Regions from separate parts of the Mus musculus genome. Here regions 1 and 2 are each linked to region 3. Evidence: chromatin contacts called from public Micro-C data. All regions are on one chromosome and are shown on one strand. Each heading gives the region's core, a stretch centred on a gene start, on an enhancer-like site or on the middle of the called end of the contact. The rest is flanking DNA. Distances are from core to core; before and after follow the strand shown.

Region 1 (2,700 bases), core at 11-2,510, 97 kb after region 3:
AGCTGCCTGAGGTTCCCCCTGCCCCGCCCCCCAAATCAGTGAAGCTTGGAAGTGAACCCAAGCTACCAGAACTAGCAGCTGCAGGCTGGGAGGAGCCCGGAGTTGGGTTCCAGAGGCCAGCAGAGCTAAAAGGACGGTACTGCTTTGTCCAGGCCAAGCCAACAAGGTCCTGGGACACTTCAAGGCAGATTTCCAGACGCTACCCTCAACCCCCAGTCTCACATTGCCCAGAATTCCGGCCTTTTCCTTAAGCCAAACAGCTTCAGGCGCTTCATTAGCGCCTCTGAGGCCCCCGCCGCCCTGGGGGATGAAAGCAGCGGAGAGGGGCGCTGTCCTAATTCCGGCACACCTAGCGGGGGGTCGGGCGCTGAAAGGGACGCGGCTGGCCGGCCCCGCGGCCCCGCCAGCGGCCGACCGGCCCCGCCGTCTGCGCTTCAAATGCAAAATCCGAGCGGGGGGGTGGGGACGCCGGTGGCCTCTGCTCCTCCTTTAATAGACCAAAGGACTCTGGCGGCTTAGCTCTTTTTCCTAATTTAAAGATATTTTCAGGCTTTTGGGAGCTCCCCGTGGCGAAGCAGGAAGGCTGGGCTTTGGGGGGGGGCCTTGAAACAGCCACCACGGTTGCCCACGGAGGAACAGGAGAGCTCGGAGCAGGAGAGACAGGCTGGTTAGTGTCCAAAGATAACGCGGGATTCGTAGAGATCCGTGTTGGGTCTTTGCTCTCTGCCTCAGTTTCTCTCTCTGGAACCTCTGCTGGTCCCAAGAAGCTAGGACAGAGGTGCTTACTAAATTTAAACATCGGTCTCTCCTAAGAGAGGGTTCTCAGGGTCAACCCTGGAGGCCTTGGGAAGCGGATGACTTGGGAGACAGATGGAAGAGGCGTGTTACCTCCCAGTCTGGCACCCTGGATGCCAGGGCGGGAAGGAGAGTGGAGAGCCAGGCCAATGTGTGCAGCCGCCTCCATACGGGAGGATGGGAACCAGGATAGAGAATGGAAATGCAGCCTGGAGTTAAAGATAGTTTAGGGAAGATGCGAGAGGTGCCTTTCTCTTGATACTGCCCAGGTTGCACTCACTGCCTCGCCCTCCCAGTTCCCCCTCCTCTCTTCCTCGCCCGCGGCACCCCAGCGGGCCTACCAGCCCTCCCCCCCTTCCCCCCCGCCCGCTCTCCTGCTCCGCTTCTCGGTTCCTGGCCAGCCCAGTTCCCTCCCTCCTGCCCACCTCCCCTCCTCCTAGGACTGCCTCCCGCTCCCGGGAGTGCGCTGCCCCTTCTCCCTTCATCCCGCCACACTTCCCTCCAGGAGCACTTCCTTCTGGTCCCCCCTCTCCCTAGGCGGGGCCGCAGCCGTCTCGCAGGCGGAGGAGGGGAGGAGTGGTGTTTGGAGAAGCGCCCGCTCCCAGCCCGGGGACCTGGTACCCGCGTCGCCCACCTCTCCCGCGCAGCCCCGGACCCACTACGCCGGGGCGCGAAAGCTTTCGGGGGTCACTGGGGCGAGTCGGCGGCGCCCAGATCCCTCCAACCCCGCAAGTGGACCACGGGGTCCGCGGACCGGGACGTGGCTCTGGCTTTGGCCCGAAAGGGCGCGGCGGCTCTAGAACCCGCTAGCTCCCACGAATCCATCCCGTCCCGCACTGGTGCCTACTGCAGCCCGTCCCCTCCCCGCGTGCTGAGCCGGGAGCGGCCCCAGAGTGCGGGAGGGATCGCACATAAATCTGCCGTAATGATGGTGGTGCTAATGAGACCCCGCAGCTCGCCAGCCGAGCTCCCGCGCACTGCGCATGAGCAGTAGCAGCGGGCGCTCCCCAGAGCCCGGGACTCCTCCACACTTCTGACAGGCCTAAGCGGGAATCCGGGAGTCCCAGTGTTTGGGTTGACATCTCACCCTGTGCCTGCGCTGTGGCTCAAGGGCAAGAGTTACCGCCATGAGGATGACTGTCTTCCCTGGCTTCACTTATTGCCAAGCCACCACGGTAGACCCTGGTATCCCAAGGTGATCCGAAACCGTACCAGGCACACAACGAGACTGCTTTCTAGTCAAGAAGGAAGGTCAGAGTTGGGTTTTCTTGTTCTCGGTCCATTTCTTAGCTGTGTGACCTTAGGCAAGTCGCCTGACTTCTTTTGACATTGAGTGTGCTGTGTGCTGTATTGTAATGCACCTACATGCAACACGCCCCTAAGACAACCTGCACTGTCACAGACACATAAAAACCCAGCAGTTCTAGGGGTTGGGGAGACAAGATAATGTCTGCTTCTAAAGATAACCTTGAGCTTATACACCTCTGAGCTCAGCCTGCGGTGGCCTCTCTATTGTGGCTGGCTGGGATTTAATACCTTTGCTTTGTCTAGAGTCTGCCTCTGCCCTAGTGGCTCATGCTGTCCACGTCCACGTGGAGAGATAGTAGACTCCGTAAAAATGTGAGGTCAGGGATATGATTCAGTGCGCCCTACCATGCACACAGCAGTGAATTCCATCCTCAGCACACTGCATGTAACTGGGCATGGTGGCTCACACCTGTAATCCTAGACCTTGAGATGTAGCAAATGGGGGACCAGGAGTTCATGGCTGGCCTAGTCTATAGAGAGTTTATATGGTCTATATAGTGAGTTTCCATCAAGGTAGGGCTACACAGTAGATCCAGTCTGAAAAATGGGGGGTGGGCTCTTCCCTCAGCCGTGTGTGGTTCCTAAGCTGTGTGGATC
Region 2 (2,706 bases), core at 5-2,504, 73 kb after region 3:
AGCGCCACTGCCTCCCAGAGAAAAACAAGCCATGTCGGGGGGGGGGGGGGGCTGGCCCAGCATCCTGCGGTGCCAGCCCCCCGACATGGCTTCTCTGGGGAGCCCGGGCCCGCGCGCTGCGCGCACACGCACCCTCTCCACTCACACCCAGACACCTACACAAACAGGGCGCCAAGCACCCGCGCGCACACGCACCGGGGACACGCAGGCACCGCCGCGCCGCTTCCCCACAAAGGCCGGCGCGCGCGCGGGCACACGCAGCCACGCGCGGGCACACTAGCGGTCCCCTCCCCCTGCAGGGCACCCTGCGGCCGCCCATCCGCACCCTCACCAAGCCCCCGGCGGGCGGGGGTAGGGTGCTCCCCGCCCCTCCCGCCGCGCACACCTGGCCCAGGTGCGGCGTGGCCTGAGGCTCCCGCACACTCACCTGTCCAGCGGCGCTTCGGGGTCGGCCGTGCGCGCTCCTCCGGCGGCTCCGCGAAGCCGGGCCCCCCGCCCGGCACATCTCCCGGAGCCCGGCCCAGGGGGAAGCGGGGAGGGGGTGGCTGAGCGAGGGAGGACTCCGTGTCCCTTCTTTCCTCCGGCCCAGCACCGCCGCCACCGACCAAAATTTAAAAGGGAAGGGGTGGGGGGGGGGAGTATAAAAAAAAAAAAAAAAAGGAAAGAAAAGGCGGATCGCGGCGCTCCGGAGGCGGCCCCGGCCCCGGGCGCGCGGGTCTGCGCCCCTCCCGGGGAGCGAGGCGTGGAGGCGGAGGGGCGGGGGCGGCGTCAGAGCTCGGGGGGCTGGGGCGAGGCGGAGCCCCCCGAGGCGGCGCCGGCTGCCCGCATCTCCCCCGCAGCTCCGCGGCCCCGACGGAGGCGGCACGTGTGTGCCCAGGCGACTTCCCAGCGCCCCCGGACGGCAGCGGGCGAAGGGTTAACGCGGCTGCCCGGGCGGCCGCGCAGGCCCCCGCCGCCCGGCGGCGCCGCTCCTGGGCCCGCGCGGCCCCATCCGCCGGGGCGTCTCCGGCAGACGGCGGGGCGGGGGCGTCGCAGCGCCGACTGCTCCCGCGCCGACCGCTCGCGCTGCCCGCAGGGGGCCGGAGCTACACAGCTGGAAGCAGGCGCGGCGGCGTTGCGCCCCCGGGGTGGCCGGAGCAGGGGGCGCGGGGCTGGGCCCGTGGGCACCGCAGGACTCGCGGAGCGAGCGGGCGCGGGGCACCAGCAATGACAAGCCGCCTGCTCTCGGCGCTGCCGGGCCCGCCGGCTCCGGGAGGGGGGCGGCGGACAAGCGCAAAACCTGGCCTGGACTACCCGCCGGGGACTAGTCTCCGCAGCCCTCCCGTGCGCCCCGAGGAAGGGCCCGGAAACCTGGCCTGGAGTTCCACTCGCCTCCCCCAAGGAAAAGTGGGCAGAGGGAGGCGACGCGCTAGATCCCCCTAGTTGGGCTGGGGGGGGGTGGGGTGCGACGGGCGGCAAGAAAAAACGGAACGGACTCTGCAGCCGTGCTGTGCAGAAAGGCGCCTAGCCGGTGAGGGGTAAATGGAGAGCTGTGCAAGGACTGCGCAAAACCTGGTCCGGATTTGGCAGAGAGGGTAGGGACGGGAGGGGCGCGGTGTGGGGGGGTAGGAGTGGGAGGGGAGGTAGCTGCGACAGGGCCAGATGCACTCGAGGCACGCAAATTTCGGTCCGGATTCTTCCAAGGGAGATGGAGTAATGCGTCAGGCCTGTGCGGTGGCAACAAAAAAGACCTGGACCAGAGCGTCTCCCACCCGGGATTGCAGGAGGGCCGGAGGGAGTGCTGCTTAGTGACTGACAAGAGCGTAGGCTGTCCCCCATCTTCCTAACAGCGACGTGGGGTGGGGAGGGACAAAATGAGGGCTGGACTGAGGTATGGAAGGATCCCGCGCGCTGGCTGCAACAGAGCCGGCAGGTAAAAGCAGTATCTGGATCCTGGGTGATGCGACAGGAAGGGGATGTGGTGTGGATCCCGCTACCCTGGGAGACCAGACCTACAATAAAAAAATAAATAAATAAATTAATTAAAAAAAAAAACGAGGGAGGGACGCAAAGCCAGGACTGGAGCGTAGGTAGGATGGGATGAGAACAGCCCCCCTCCCCCAAACAGAAGAGAGAGCCTTGGCAACCGGACAGGGTCCTGGAGCTGACCAGGCTGCAGGAGCGGAGGAGAGGTTAGTATCTATAAACGCCTCAAGCGTCTGGTTTTGGAGGGGGTGGGTAGGGAAGAAAAAAAAAATTGAATTTTAGGTTGATGGCGAGAGCAAAAGCCCGGTGCAGATTTCCACAACGTAAGAACTACACTGCAGGTGATGGACTCGGAGAAGTAGGGCAGCGGATCGGACTTAGATTCCTAGGCTTTGGACTTAGTGAGTGAAGCCAGAGGCTGGGTTCAGCCCCCCAGCTACAGATGAAGCCTAGGATTGCTTCTCTAGATGGGAAAGGGGGTCGACCTGGCCCAAATATCTGGAGCCAAAGCTACCACTGCCTAGACTTATAGTTTATTTGTTTTTTTGGTTTTTTTTTTTTTTTTTGGTGGGGGGAGGCTATAAAGCTGAACCCGGGGCCAAAACCAGGCACTTAAGCAATATAGACAACTCAGTGCGGGGGTTGGGGTGTGGGTTCAGGGGAGCGGAATCCAGAGAGGTAAGAACAGAGCTTGGAAGCTGCCGCGCTGAGAATCCGTTTTACGAAGGATGGGTGCAACTC
Region 3 (2,700 bases), core at 104-2,603:
TGGATATACCTCCCTCTGGGTGAGCCCTCGGTATGCACAGAATCCATCTGTCTTAAGCAAACCAAATCATTAGCTGTCACCTATTGCTGGATGGCGTTACCCCAATGCGCGCAATTCTTCTGACCATCCCCATTCAGTGGAATGAGCCTTTGCTATTCATTTCATCCGCAGTTTCAAACCAGCCCCAGGGGCTGGGTGAACGACAGAACCGCAGTTGTGAAACGACCATTTATTGAGGGGCCTTCTAAGGAACCCAGACCTCAGGGTAGGCCAGGAGGGTGCTCTGCCGCTTTACCTCACCCGCAACCCAAGAAAAAGGACAGACGTAATGGCTCTGAGCAAGACCAGCTCCAACTTGGATAAGGAAGCGCAGAAGCAGCTCTCTAGGTTCATAAACAGTCTGCCACCCCAGCCAGGGCCAGACGAATGCACGGAGGAGGTGGAGTGACAGGATGAGAGGGGCAGAGGGACCCAGAAAGATCTTGTCCCCCATGCCAAGTGACACAGAAGGGAAAAACAATGCAGGAGGTGGCCCCGGGAAATGCTCATGGGGGTGGGGGTGGCTTGGAGGTGGGAGCTGTGATGAGGTGAATCGGGCAGGGGTAGGAGAAAGATGGCGGGGGCTGGAGGGGGAGGGGTGTGGTCACCAAGTGGCCAAGGTCCCTGCAGCGTGGACCCCACAGCACTCCCGAAACTGGCAGGAGCCTGGATCAGGGTCAGGCATTGGGGCGCTGTGTGGGAAAGGTAAGTGACGAAGTGGGAGGGGGTATAGAATCTGGAGAAAGGGACTAGGAGAAGAGGGGTTGGTGTGGTGACAGGGCCTCATCTGGGGCCCCGGCGGTCATACATGCAATGGTTGGCAGTGACAGCTGGGTGGGGGGGCACGGCCTTTGCAGTGGGGGATGGTAGGCCATGGGCACCAGGCCCTACTGGGGGCAAAGTATCTCTGCGGTGATCCGACCCCAACGTGAACAGGCAGCAGGCAGGGGTGCAGGCAGACAAGATTGGGGGGGCATATGGGGGAGGGGCCATGCAGTGATGGGCATTGCGCGGGCAGGCCGCACGCAGTGAAGATCAGGGTGACGGCCGGGCACTCACCGCTCTCCTGCTCGCTGCCCTTCTTGGCGGCGGCGGCGTTGCCCATCGCGGCGGCGTCGCGGCCGGGGCCAGTCCCGGAGCTGCGACGCGGCGGGTGCTAAGGTGGCCGGCGGCCCCGGAGCGCGCTGGGCAGCGGAGGCGGCGGCCCCTGGGGCTGGCTGCGCTGGCTGCGGCGCCACGACCCCCGCCCAGCCCCTGCTTCCCGCGTCTCTCTGCGCCCGCCCGCGGGGGAGCCTCAGCCCAAGTCCTCTGTCCGTGACGCCCCCGCAGCCCACCGCCCATTGGTTCAGGCCTCCCTGACTGACAGCCCTACGCCGCTGTCCATTGGCCCTCCGGAACCCTCCCGCGCCACCATAGGCTCCTGGATGAGTGACGCGAGTTGCAGACTCTCCGCCACTCACGGGCTCGTGAGGCCGCAGTCGGGCGGGCGAACGCACGTGATTGGCCGAGAAGCCCGAGAGGGCTTGGGGCTGCCCCTGCGAAGCCGTCGATTGGCGGAGACAGGCGGCCCCGGCTAGTGTCAGTCCCGGGGTGAGAGGGCGGGGCAGCGGCTCAGGCTGCGGCCCGGGCAGCGGGCGGGGCGGAGGCTGCGGCGGCTGGAGGGTGGCTGGGTGGCAGGCGCTGCGAGGTGCGGGAGGCGGCCCGGCGGACGCCCGTGCGGCAATGTGCGCGCTGCAGTCTCCCGCCCCTGCCCAGTGCGGCAGCGGCCACGGGCCAGAGGTTGACGCCACGGCGGGCCGGCGCAGCGGCTGTCCACCTGCCAGGGGGGGAGGGGCGGGCTGGCGCCGAGGGTCAAGGGTCGCCGGGCGCCGTTCGGTGTCATTCATAAGGAGGCCCGACACTGGGCAGCCGTGACCCAACTAGCTCGGGGTCCGCTTTGGTTTGCTCGCGACACAACTGGAGCTGCAAGGGGATGTTGGACCCAGAACTGAGGGCGTGCTGGGAGGAGACTCAGAGTATCTACACTCTTTGCTAAGGCTCAACCCTAGGCCCCTGAAAAGTAGTAACTACGGACGCCAGCCAAGTGCATTACTTCTTGTACCTTGCACGTTGGGCCTGCCATACTCCCATTTTATGGAGGCTCGGTCAGGCTAGTTCCTTGCTCTTAACTAATCTCCATTGCCTAGACATGACCAACATAACCTGCCCCTTTTGGGCAGGAAGAGAGCCGTTCTCCTTCCTTCTGGATGCTCATCTTTAAATTTTGTTTTTATGCAATGCTGGGGATTGAACACGATGCATACTCCCTGCGAAGTAAGCATTGTACCACTGAACTAGAACCTCACTCGGTGTTCTTTCAAGTCTGCACTGTCAGAACGTGGTCAGTTTCCCACCTTGCCACTGACACCAGGGGCCTGAGCACTCTGCTGGAGGGTCTCCTGCACACTAGGTTGATATCAGAACCCCACCCTCACACTCTGGATGCTGGTACTCTTCCATCTGTCTGCTGCCTGGGACAACACAAACATCTCCAGATACTGCTAAATGTACTCTTGGAAACAAATTATCCCTACCCTCACCAGAGCTCTGTAATAGAGGGTGGCCAGGGTGGACGGTGCTGGGTGGACGGTGCTGAGTGGACGATGAGCTACCTCTCCTGGA

The links. Hi-C and Micro-C count contacts between places; a contact is called where the count stands out from the background.
Region 1: a contact with region 3 is called in a Micro-C map of embryonic stem cells, with 2.8 times the contacts expected there. The contact joins the enhancer-like site here to the promoter of Prkaca in region 3. A contact is called at or near these places in 3 of 39 promoter capture datasets (embryonic stem cells and second pharyngeal arch cranial neural crest), 2 of 484 Hi-C or Micro-C datasets (both in embryonic stem cells), 3 of 115 datasets of contacts at active chromatin or transcription factors (embryonic stem cells and pancreatic cancer cells) and 1 of 9 other capture datasets (pancreatic islet).
Region 2: a contact with region 3 is called in a Micro-C map of embryonic stem cells, with 3 times the contacts expected there. The contact joins the promoter of Adgrl1 here to the promoter of Prkaca in region 3. A contact is called at or near these places in 19 of 39 promoter capture datasets (the 3T3-L1 cell line, the HPC-7 cell line, HPC-7-derived erythroid cells and 12 more), 9 of 484 Hi-C or Micro-C datasets (the N1E-115 cell line, cerebral cortex, embryonic stem cells and 5 more), 6 of 115 datasets of contacts at active chromatin or transcription factors (astrocytes, embryonic stem cells and epiblast stem cells) and 4 of 9 other capture datasets (adipose tissue, embryonic stem cells, liver and 1 more).

Annotation. Positions count from the first base shown.
Region 1 is chr8:83,874,076-83,876,775 of GRCm38.p6, reverse strand. No RefSeq gene overlaps it. Among named protein-coding and RNA genes, the nearest start is that of Gm26721, 24 kb to the left of the region's middle. Within about 2 kb of position 1,260, at least 185 of the 459 cell types and tissues checked have an H3K27ac peak or open chromatin away from gene starts, as enhancers often do. A contact at or near this core is called in embryonic stem cells, pancreatic islet and second pharyngeal arch cranial neural crest, where this site is marked.
Region 2 is chr8:83,898,646-83,901,351 of GRCm38.p6, reverse strand. Adgrl1 (adhesion G protein-coupled receptor L1) reads right to left here and starts at 1,254. Exons shown (of 23, transcript NM_181039.2): 1 at 428-1,254. Gm26721 (predicted gene, 26721) reads left to right here and starts at 1,625. Exons shown (of 4, transcript NR_166528.1): 1 at 1,625-2,171.
Region 3 is chr8:83,971,631-83,974,330 of GRCm38.p6, reverse strand. Prkaca (protein kinase, cAMP dependent, catalytic, alpha) reads right to left here and starts at 1,353. Exons shown (of 10, transcript NM_008854.5): 1 at 1,099-1,353. The coding sequence starts at 1,144.